Regions from separate parts of the Gossypium hirsutum genome. Here region 2 is linked to region 1. Evidence: chromatin contacts called from public Hi-C data. All regions are on one chromosome and are shown on one strand. The core of a region is the stretch at or near the end of the contact, and the rest is flanking DNA. Distances in the headings are between cores, read along the strand shown.

Region 1 (4,212 bases), core at 560-3,059:
TTTTGTTTTCGCATAATATGGGTTTTTTTGTTTTATATTTAAAATTTCAATCATATTAGATATATTTTTTAAATTAGATAAGTTATAAGGTACAGGGTTAGTAGTGAGTTGCATACCTTCAACACCATCATTCAAGTATGACACTAGGAAAAGAAAGTCTCAAAGGGACAAGAGAACAAGTTATCAACCCAAGAAAACTCTTCAGTATTGAATTTAAATATTAGTTGACAAATATTTTGGTCTTTTAAGTCATTGAGCACTGATTCTAAAAATAGAAATTCATCTTTAAAGGTTTTGTTCAATCTAAGTATTTTAGAGCAATCCAAAGATAAATTGCTAACCAAATTGAAAATAAATATATAATCAAAAACCGAATTTGAAATTTTTGATAGTGGAATGTACCTTCTAACTCTATTTTACTCTTTTTCAATTATATGTTGGAAAATATAATAATATATCAATAATAAATTTTTGATATTTTTTACTGCAGAATATATAAATATAAATATATGATAAAATTATTTTTTGAAAATTAAATATATATATATACATCATGTATATATATTGTGCAAAAATTAAATTATAACTATAATAATTTAAATATTGTGCAAGTTGTTTTGATAGCTCGACTTGGATTAGGTTTTGAATAAAAATGATGTATAGGGAAGAATTTCACTTAGTAGGGAGCAAAGAATGTGGCAAAAATTAATAGTTATTTTATGTTCTTTATATGAGTTATTAGCATTAATCTATAGAATCATTATTGTCATTGCTACAAGTACTATTATGTAAAGTCCTAGACCCGCCATGAAAAATATCACCTAAATTACCGTAAGAAAAGAGAAGAAATTAGGTCACTTGTTTATTACGATGAGCAAATTTGTATCGACCAACTTAGGATGTCTAGATATATGAAAATTGATGAACAAGTTGCTATGTTTCTTTTTATTTTATCCCACCACGTAAAGAATTGAACTTGTAAGGATTGGATTGGTAGGTTTGGTGAGTCGGTCAATAGGCATTTTAATAAAGTCTTGATTTCGAATTCATCATCTTTTATTTAAAAGATGGAAGATGGAAGATGTTGAAGGTAATTTCATTTTGAATTTTATATTACCAATTGTTATATTATTCATTCATTATTGTGATAGAATTACTTAGGAGCTTTAGATGAGACACATATCAAGGTTCAACTTCCATTAATTGAAAAGCCAAGATATACAAGATGGTTGGTTTCAACTTATCAAAAGTAGTGATGAGTAATTCTATTATTGGTATTCAAATTCTAATATGTTTAGTCTATTATTATTGGTTCTAATATGCTTAGCAATCTAGGTATTGATGTGAATGATTTTAAGATATATTTAGTAGACTTGATACATTTATTTTCGATTAAAAAAATATTTATCTTTTTTGGTAAATAGTGAACATGGTTATTTTAGAAAAGAATCATTTCATGGTAAAAAAATCAGGTTAATATTTTACGAGTTTAAATTGTCATTAAGGGAAAAATGAATATTTTATAAAATAACACTTATGAGTAACATTTTAACTAATTTTTTGTGATGTTAAAACATATATTTTATATTGTAATATTAAGAAGCAAATGAGAAGTTTCCAACCGGACATTTTATATATTCACGAGTCACTACCGATTTGGGTATCTAATAAATAAAATGAAAGGCGAAGGACATATTTTTGTATGCCGACAATGTTGAGGATCGAAGAATGGAAAGTAAATGAGTGATAGGGATGCATTTACCTTTATGATTGTCCATCAGAATGAGACCAAAATCGTCTATAATTATTGTCGTATGAAAAGCCAAGACATATGAGACCAAAATTATAGAATAAGATGAGGATGGTTTGGTAGATGAAATGACTAAACGGGCGTTAGGAAGTTGGCTGGCGCCTTGACCTTTGTTGGCCACCAATCTTCACATTCTGGAACTTTGTGCTTCCTCCATCACATCATGTACTTGTGATTATAACAATGGTATTAGGCTCACTTCTATTATTTTCTAAAATATGATTAATCAACGTCCATGTCAAAAATAATATTGTGGAGAGGTTGAGATGATAAATAAATAAAATAACATTGATAGCCAAAGTTAAAAGTTCTGTTATATTACTTAATTTATTAAAAATATGATTTTTCTATTTAATTAAATGGTTAAAAAGATTAAATGAAACTATGAATTTTTCAATTGACAAAAAAGTATATTTTCTATACTATTATATAATATTTTGTCCCCAACATGAGTTTGCAAAATTTGTAATTGTAGCCCATTGTTTTAAGGATAATAAATAGTTGAAATGAGATCATTTTTTTTAGAAATATTTGAATTGTTGTTTGTCGGGAGTCGACAAATATTTTAACGAGTTAATATTGTCATCGATAGGGTTTTGTTTTTCGACTTTGTCAAGAGCCTGAACAAGTTTGTAAAATGACTTTGTTAAGACCTCAAGTTCTTAAGGAGGTGAGGGTTCATAGGGCGAAAACATCTTGTTAGATGCCTGAGAAGGCGGACCGTGCGTGGGGCACAACCACCCACCAAGGAAATCTCAACATTTGCGTTTGGTGGGATTTGAACCCATGCAATATAGCATATAAGGCATTGGTGGGTAAAAATACTACCACTTGGTCTACATATTTCATCCTACACATATTGTCGGAATTACATGTATGCCACTCATCCACTGTTGATAACCTAGCCATTTTGATCAGATAACTATCACTTATCACCCATATTACCTGCAATCTAGTCACGTTAGATCACATTGCCAACTTAATAAGTAACCATTGAATGACGTGTCTACCTATCAAAAGATGACACATGGCATGGAGTAGTCAAACTTAAATATGCCTCTCCTATTCTTTGGTAGACGGATCTTCTTTTTCCTCTTCTCTTTCTCTCTCTCTCCTAATTCTCCAGCTCCTCACTATAGTATCTTAGTTACCTCATCTCTTCACGACTCTCCACCCATATAAGGGGAATTGCTCCTCCTTCACTTGTTACCTCTCTCTTACGCAACAAAAAAACAATGTCTTTTGTAGAGAATGGCAGGGAAATTTTATTCAAAAGAAAATGTAGATCTTTTAAATATAGATGACCTAGTTGGTGATGCCATAGTTGAATTTGAACTTGGATAGATAAGTGATAAGCAAATGATAGTGGGTTATATAGAGGAGGCCACTAATAAAGTTTATTCTTATTCTGTTTTCGACCCCACATCAACGACTTTTGAGTATGCAAATCCTTTACAAGAAAATTAAAAGGAAAAAAATCAATTGATGTTAGATCATTTTGGCAAAATTTTGAAACAAAGATAATGTTTGTTTAATGGAATGAGCACATAAATGGTTAAAAAGCTTGAAATTATATTTATAAGAACATATGTAAGTGGATAAATGCTTATTCTGTTCTCCTATACTTATGGAGATTGTGCGAATTCACTGTCACATGATAAGAGGTATCAGAGTAAAAACTCCAAAAGTTGATCGATGAATGACTTAAAGCAAAATTGACACGAGCTTCAAAATGACTAAGTGAAATAGAAGGGTAGAAATTTTGTTATTTGTGCGTGAGATAGTAGAAAGGAAAAAAATAAAAATAAGATTAGGCTTTTAAGAGCTTTAGATGCTCTGATACCATATAGAAATTTGAAAGACGATAAAACTAAGTTGTGTATTTTTTTTGAAGTAATTGCAAAGATCAAATGCATAAAAGCTCAATCACTTTTAAGAATCATACTCCCAAAAAATAACTAACTGAATCTAAGATATCATTACTCTTAAAAACTATCAAGCTTATTCAAAAGTAATAACAAAAAGATCATAGTAGAAAAATCTTATTTAAAAGGGTAGAAACTATCATGTTAAATAAGTTATAGTTGCCTTCAATAATACGAGCTTGATTCCCACTCCAACATCATAACCATTTAAGCATATATATGGGAGGGATCCACTTAGTTAGTGTTAAACGAATATGGTTTTACACCATTTTATAACTTTTTTCCACAATTGATATTTTAACAATCTAATCGTTGAATTTCATGTTCCATTCACATAGATCATGCATGTTAAGTTTGAAGCAATTTTTTAACGATTTGTTCTATGTAAAAAGCTTTCAACCATTAAATATATATTAATATAAACAATATTTGAGATCAATGTGATAAAGATATTAGATTGATTTGAGATTTGACATG
Region 2 (4,212 bases), core at 692-3,191, 55 kb before region 1:
TTCAAAATTGGGACTCGATACCAAAAGTGAACCTCCACGCCACACATCTAGGATCGGACTGACAAGCATATCCCCGAAGATTTTTACCAAATGGATAGAAATAACTTTGCAGAGACATGTACATATTAACAACTTATATACAAGTTAGAGAATTTACTCGTTTTGAGTTGTTATCTTCACTTGATACTCATGTGGGACAAGAGGGCGAAGATCCTTTTGTCTGAAATTTAGAATATAACTATGACTGTAAATCACAGTGTCGTCTCTTAAATTGGGATTAATACAGTCTAATGGTGCAGGAATCAAGCTTACAGTCTTTCGGCAAATCGAGGAAACAATGTACTTCCACCGGTCAATATAATGCTGTTCAAGCACAGGACGAAAAACACTTGTAAGTGGCATGAGTTAATTAAACTTGAAAGACATGTATATTTTTCAAGGTTGCACTTAGAAGAACATAAAACCACCTTTGATAAAGTACAGGGCGAAGATAAGAATGGCACGCATTGACAGCTCGAACAATGCATTCTGCTAGTCCGGCCTCATTCATTCCTGCAACAAGAGATGAAAAAACAATGTCCGCATTTCTTACATCATTGATCTTACGTCATTGATCGATTCCCAAATGAAATGGAAAACCTAAAGCTATACATACCCAAATCTGCAGGTTGGAAGATCATCTCCGGAACGAGAAACCGTTCATTCATTAAGTCAAACTCCTACACAAGGAAGCCAAGAACATCATTGAAAATGTGCAGGCAGAAAATGTAACACATAAGAAGAAAGAGAAAGTTGGAACACTACATTTTTTGTTAAATCCACCCTCTTCCTCTCCTCAGTCTTGGCGATAGTTTCCAACTGATATGCCTCTTTGTTTGGTTCCATGGCAGCTGATGGAGAGGCTCTGAGATGCCTCTGGGCTGCTTCAGGGTCTTCAACATAACCCTTTTTGTGAGTCACACCATCAGGCAATACATAGGTACATCTAAAAAGGTTGTCTTTTCCTTGTTTCCTGTAATGATTTGTCTACATCGTTTAAAAAAATAGCAGAAACAATTGCTTATTCATCACATATTGCAATCGACATTGAAGGAAATATGTATATAAAGAAATGTAGTAATCTCTGTTTTATACCTGGCAATCTGGAGATCTGTTTCAACATCAAGAGAAACAAAGCAGAGCTTCTCTTTAACATCGTCCATTAGAAAGGTTTCATCCATCACGTTAATGGAGCGATACGAAACCAATTCCTTGAGATAATTAGTCAAGGCTTTCCCACCCAAATCTATCCTCTTCACCCCATAATTCAAGGTACAGTTCTGAAAGACAGGGGCAACGTGGGTAAAGGAGAACCCACAGTCGACCACCAAACTACACTGCGCCTCGGAAAGCAGGCTGTCAGGACGGCGGCTGGACTCGTAGAGGTGGGCGAGGGAAGGAGAATCGGCGACGAAGAGGGAGTTGAAGCCGAAGTCTTCGAAGATGAGTTCGTCGGTGGAGCGTTGGATGGAAGGGAGGGAAAAGAGGGGCTCGGTTAGGAGGAGGGAGGAAGAGGAAGGGGAAACGTGGAGGAGGGAGTTGAAGAGGTGGGACCAGATGTCGCGTTGGAGATCGGGGTTGATTAGGTAGCCTCGGTCGATGGGGCGGCGGATAGCGGCGGAGGTAAGGTCTTCTTCGGTGGTAGTGGTGGGGTGGAGGAACTTTTTGGAGGTAAGAGGTCGGTAGAGACAGTTGGGAATTACGACGGCGGGATCGCGCTCGCCTCCTTGGCCCGCTTTAATCAGGCCACCGCCGTTATCGAGTACGACGACGTTTGACATTGGGGTGAAAAGGAACGAACCAATTTGATTCTATAATTCGATTTATTTTTATTGTTAAAATAATAAAATTTTATATCCTTATCCTGAATCCTGGTCTTCTAGCGTGTACACTTGTTTACTCATTTTAAAATTTTGGTCATTTTGCCTTATTTATTTAAAAGTAAGAGAGACTAATTACATTTTTTCCTATTTATTTAAAAATGTGTTGTTAAGTGAGGCGAAATTAAAACATGAGTAAGATTAAATAAATATATCATGGAAACCTCTATATCAAAAATCGGACTACATTTTACTCTCTTTACTTAAAAAATAGATAAATTAATCTATATACTTTAGATTAAAGAGCAATATGGTCATTTTGTTAAAAAACTCATTCATTTCTACTTTTAAGTGATGACCTAACGATGCAACCAAATAGCGATATTTGGTTGCCACATCAACAAATATTTAAAAATTAAAAGATTTCAAAAATATATAACTTTTAAAAATTATTAAAAAAACATGTTTAAAATATCTTGAGATTTAGTATCCTTAGCGTAGTTTTTCATCATAATGTACTTGTAATTTTTAAACAGTATGGTTTAATAAAGTTTCATCTTTCACATTAATATCATTTGTATTTGTCCTCAACAGATTTTGCATGCAAAGTAAAATGAATAAGCAAATATTGGTTCACTGATTACCTAATATTTTGATAATATTAAGTTGCATTATGTGGTCTGATCATAATGTGAGAAGACAACTTATATTAATAGCTAATCTAAATGGTCCATAATTTGATGAAAAAAAATTGAGCAAATCGGTTCAAAGACTATTATGATGTCTATCAAGTCCAAGCAAGGAGATAAATTGTCTTAAGTATCGGAGAGAATGACTTCTAAAAAATAGAGACATAGATATGATTTTCTGGACTGACAATACATTGGACATGACCCAAGTGAAATAAATCTTTATTTTTTTTATGGATTTATTCGCTTCTGATGTTTATAGTGTGACTTACCTCAATCCTTAGTCAGTGAGCACTATGTGTGTGTGACTCGTATACTTTGGTGTATTGAAAGGTTGAGTTCAATTGGTAATAAAGCCGAAAGTTGGTACGTTGGATATACAACTTCTTCATGACATGACTTCATTTACAATAGCGAAACTCATAGCCCATTAAAAGGTAAATGATATCCTCTCATTGGCATTATACGATAGATGGAAAAATAACGTAGCCAAGGGTCATTTTTCTAAGACGGATGATTTGATTATTATGTGTTATTTATTAACCTTTCATAAAAAAAAATGTAATGATTATCATGAGATAAAAATAAGATCATATTTGGTGAATGGATTGAACCCAAAGAGATTAAGGGTAGCCTATGAGTATAACATACATATGACAAGGTTATTGGACGAGCACTTGATAAAAAGCTTTTGTAACAATATATAATGGGGAGAGTTCAATCATGGTACATCTAGTAGATTGACTACATGACTACGTAATGTTGTAATTAATAGACGAAAAGTTAGAACATGATTACAAATTATATGAGCCCAATTTATATATTCAGTCGGTCCTTCTGCTAGCTCATATAACCATGTATGATTTACATTTGAACCGATATTGTAACATCCCTCACCTAGTTCGATCTTTGAACCCGAGTTATAGGATATTACCACAATCAACGGAACAGTTAGAAGCAAAAACTAAATTCATAAATTTCAAATAAACATGTAATTATTACAAATATCATGCGTTACAAACAAAATCAAGTCTAAATTAAGCTCACGAAAGCTCTAAAATTAACCCAGGAACAAACAGGGATAAAACTGCAACATTTACAAAATATAAAGGCACTCATGTAAAATATGAGTCACACAACCATGTGTCCAGAATCCATGTGGATCAACATACCAAAAATTTCATCAAAAGTCACACGGTTGTGTGGCTAGGCCGTGTAACAAATTGAGTCTGTGTGAAAATTAAATGACAAAATCTATAGTACTCATAGGGATGTGTGGCCAGCCCTTGTAACTATCAGGAACTGTATGGTACAATTGCTTCCTAATTTCCAATAAACACACGACCGTGTCACCAACCCATGTGTGATACACAGTCGTGTTTCAACTCGTCTGGTGCAAAAATTGGTCATTTGATGCTTGTTACAAATCCAACTCTTAAAAGTGACCTAAAATGCATTTTGGCCAATATAAACTTGTTCAAAACATATCAATACCATGCCAAAACATAACATACAACATTTTCCTAAACATCTAACCAATATGCCACATTTGACACCAAATCACAACAATGAAACATGGTTCCATACTAACCATTCCACTTATTTATAACATTACATAACACGTATCCAATTCATACCACAAGTTAATTCATATGTACATAACC

Evidence for each region. A called contact is a pair of places that touch in the nucleus more often than the background predicts.
Region 2: a Hi-C map of leaf shows a contact between it and region 1, with 2.2 times the contacts expected there. The contact joins the promoter of LOC107901317 here to the enhancer-like site in region 1. A contact is called at or near these places in 4 of 34 Hi-C or Micro-C datasets (all in leaf).

What each region holds. Positions count from the first base shown.
Region 1 is chrD06:8,468,483-8,472,694 of Gossypium_hirsutum_v2.1, reverse strand. No RefSeq gene overlaps it. Among protein-coding and RNA genes, the nearest start is that of LOC107901318, 21 kb to the left of the region's middle. Within about 2 kb of position 1,809, at least 2 of the 9 cell types and tissues checked have an H3K27ac peak or open chromatin away from gene starts, as enhancers often do. A contact at or near this core is called in leaf, where this site is marked.
Region 2 is chrD06:8,523,623-8,527,834 of Gossypium_hirsutum_v2.1, reverse strand. LOC107901317 (actin-related protein 6) reads right to left here and starts at 1,941. Exons shown (of 8, transcript XM_016827263.2): 1 at 1,135-1,941; 2 at 805-1,012; 3 at 656-719; 4 at 468-552; 5 at 313-363; 6 at 158-220; 7 at 1-58. The coding sequence starts at 1,820.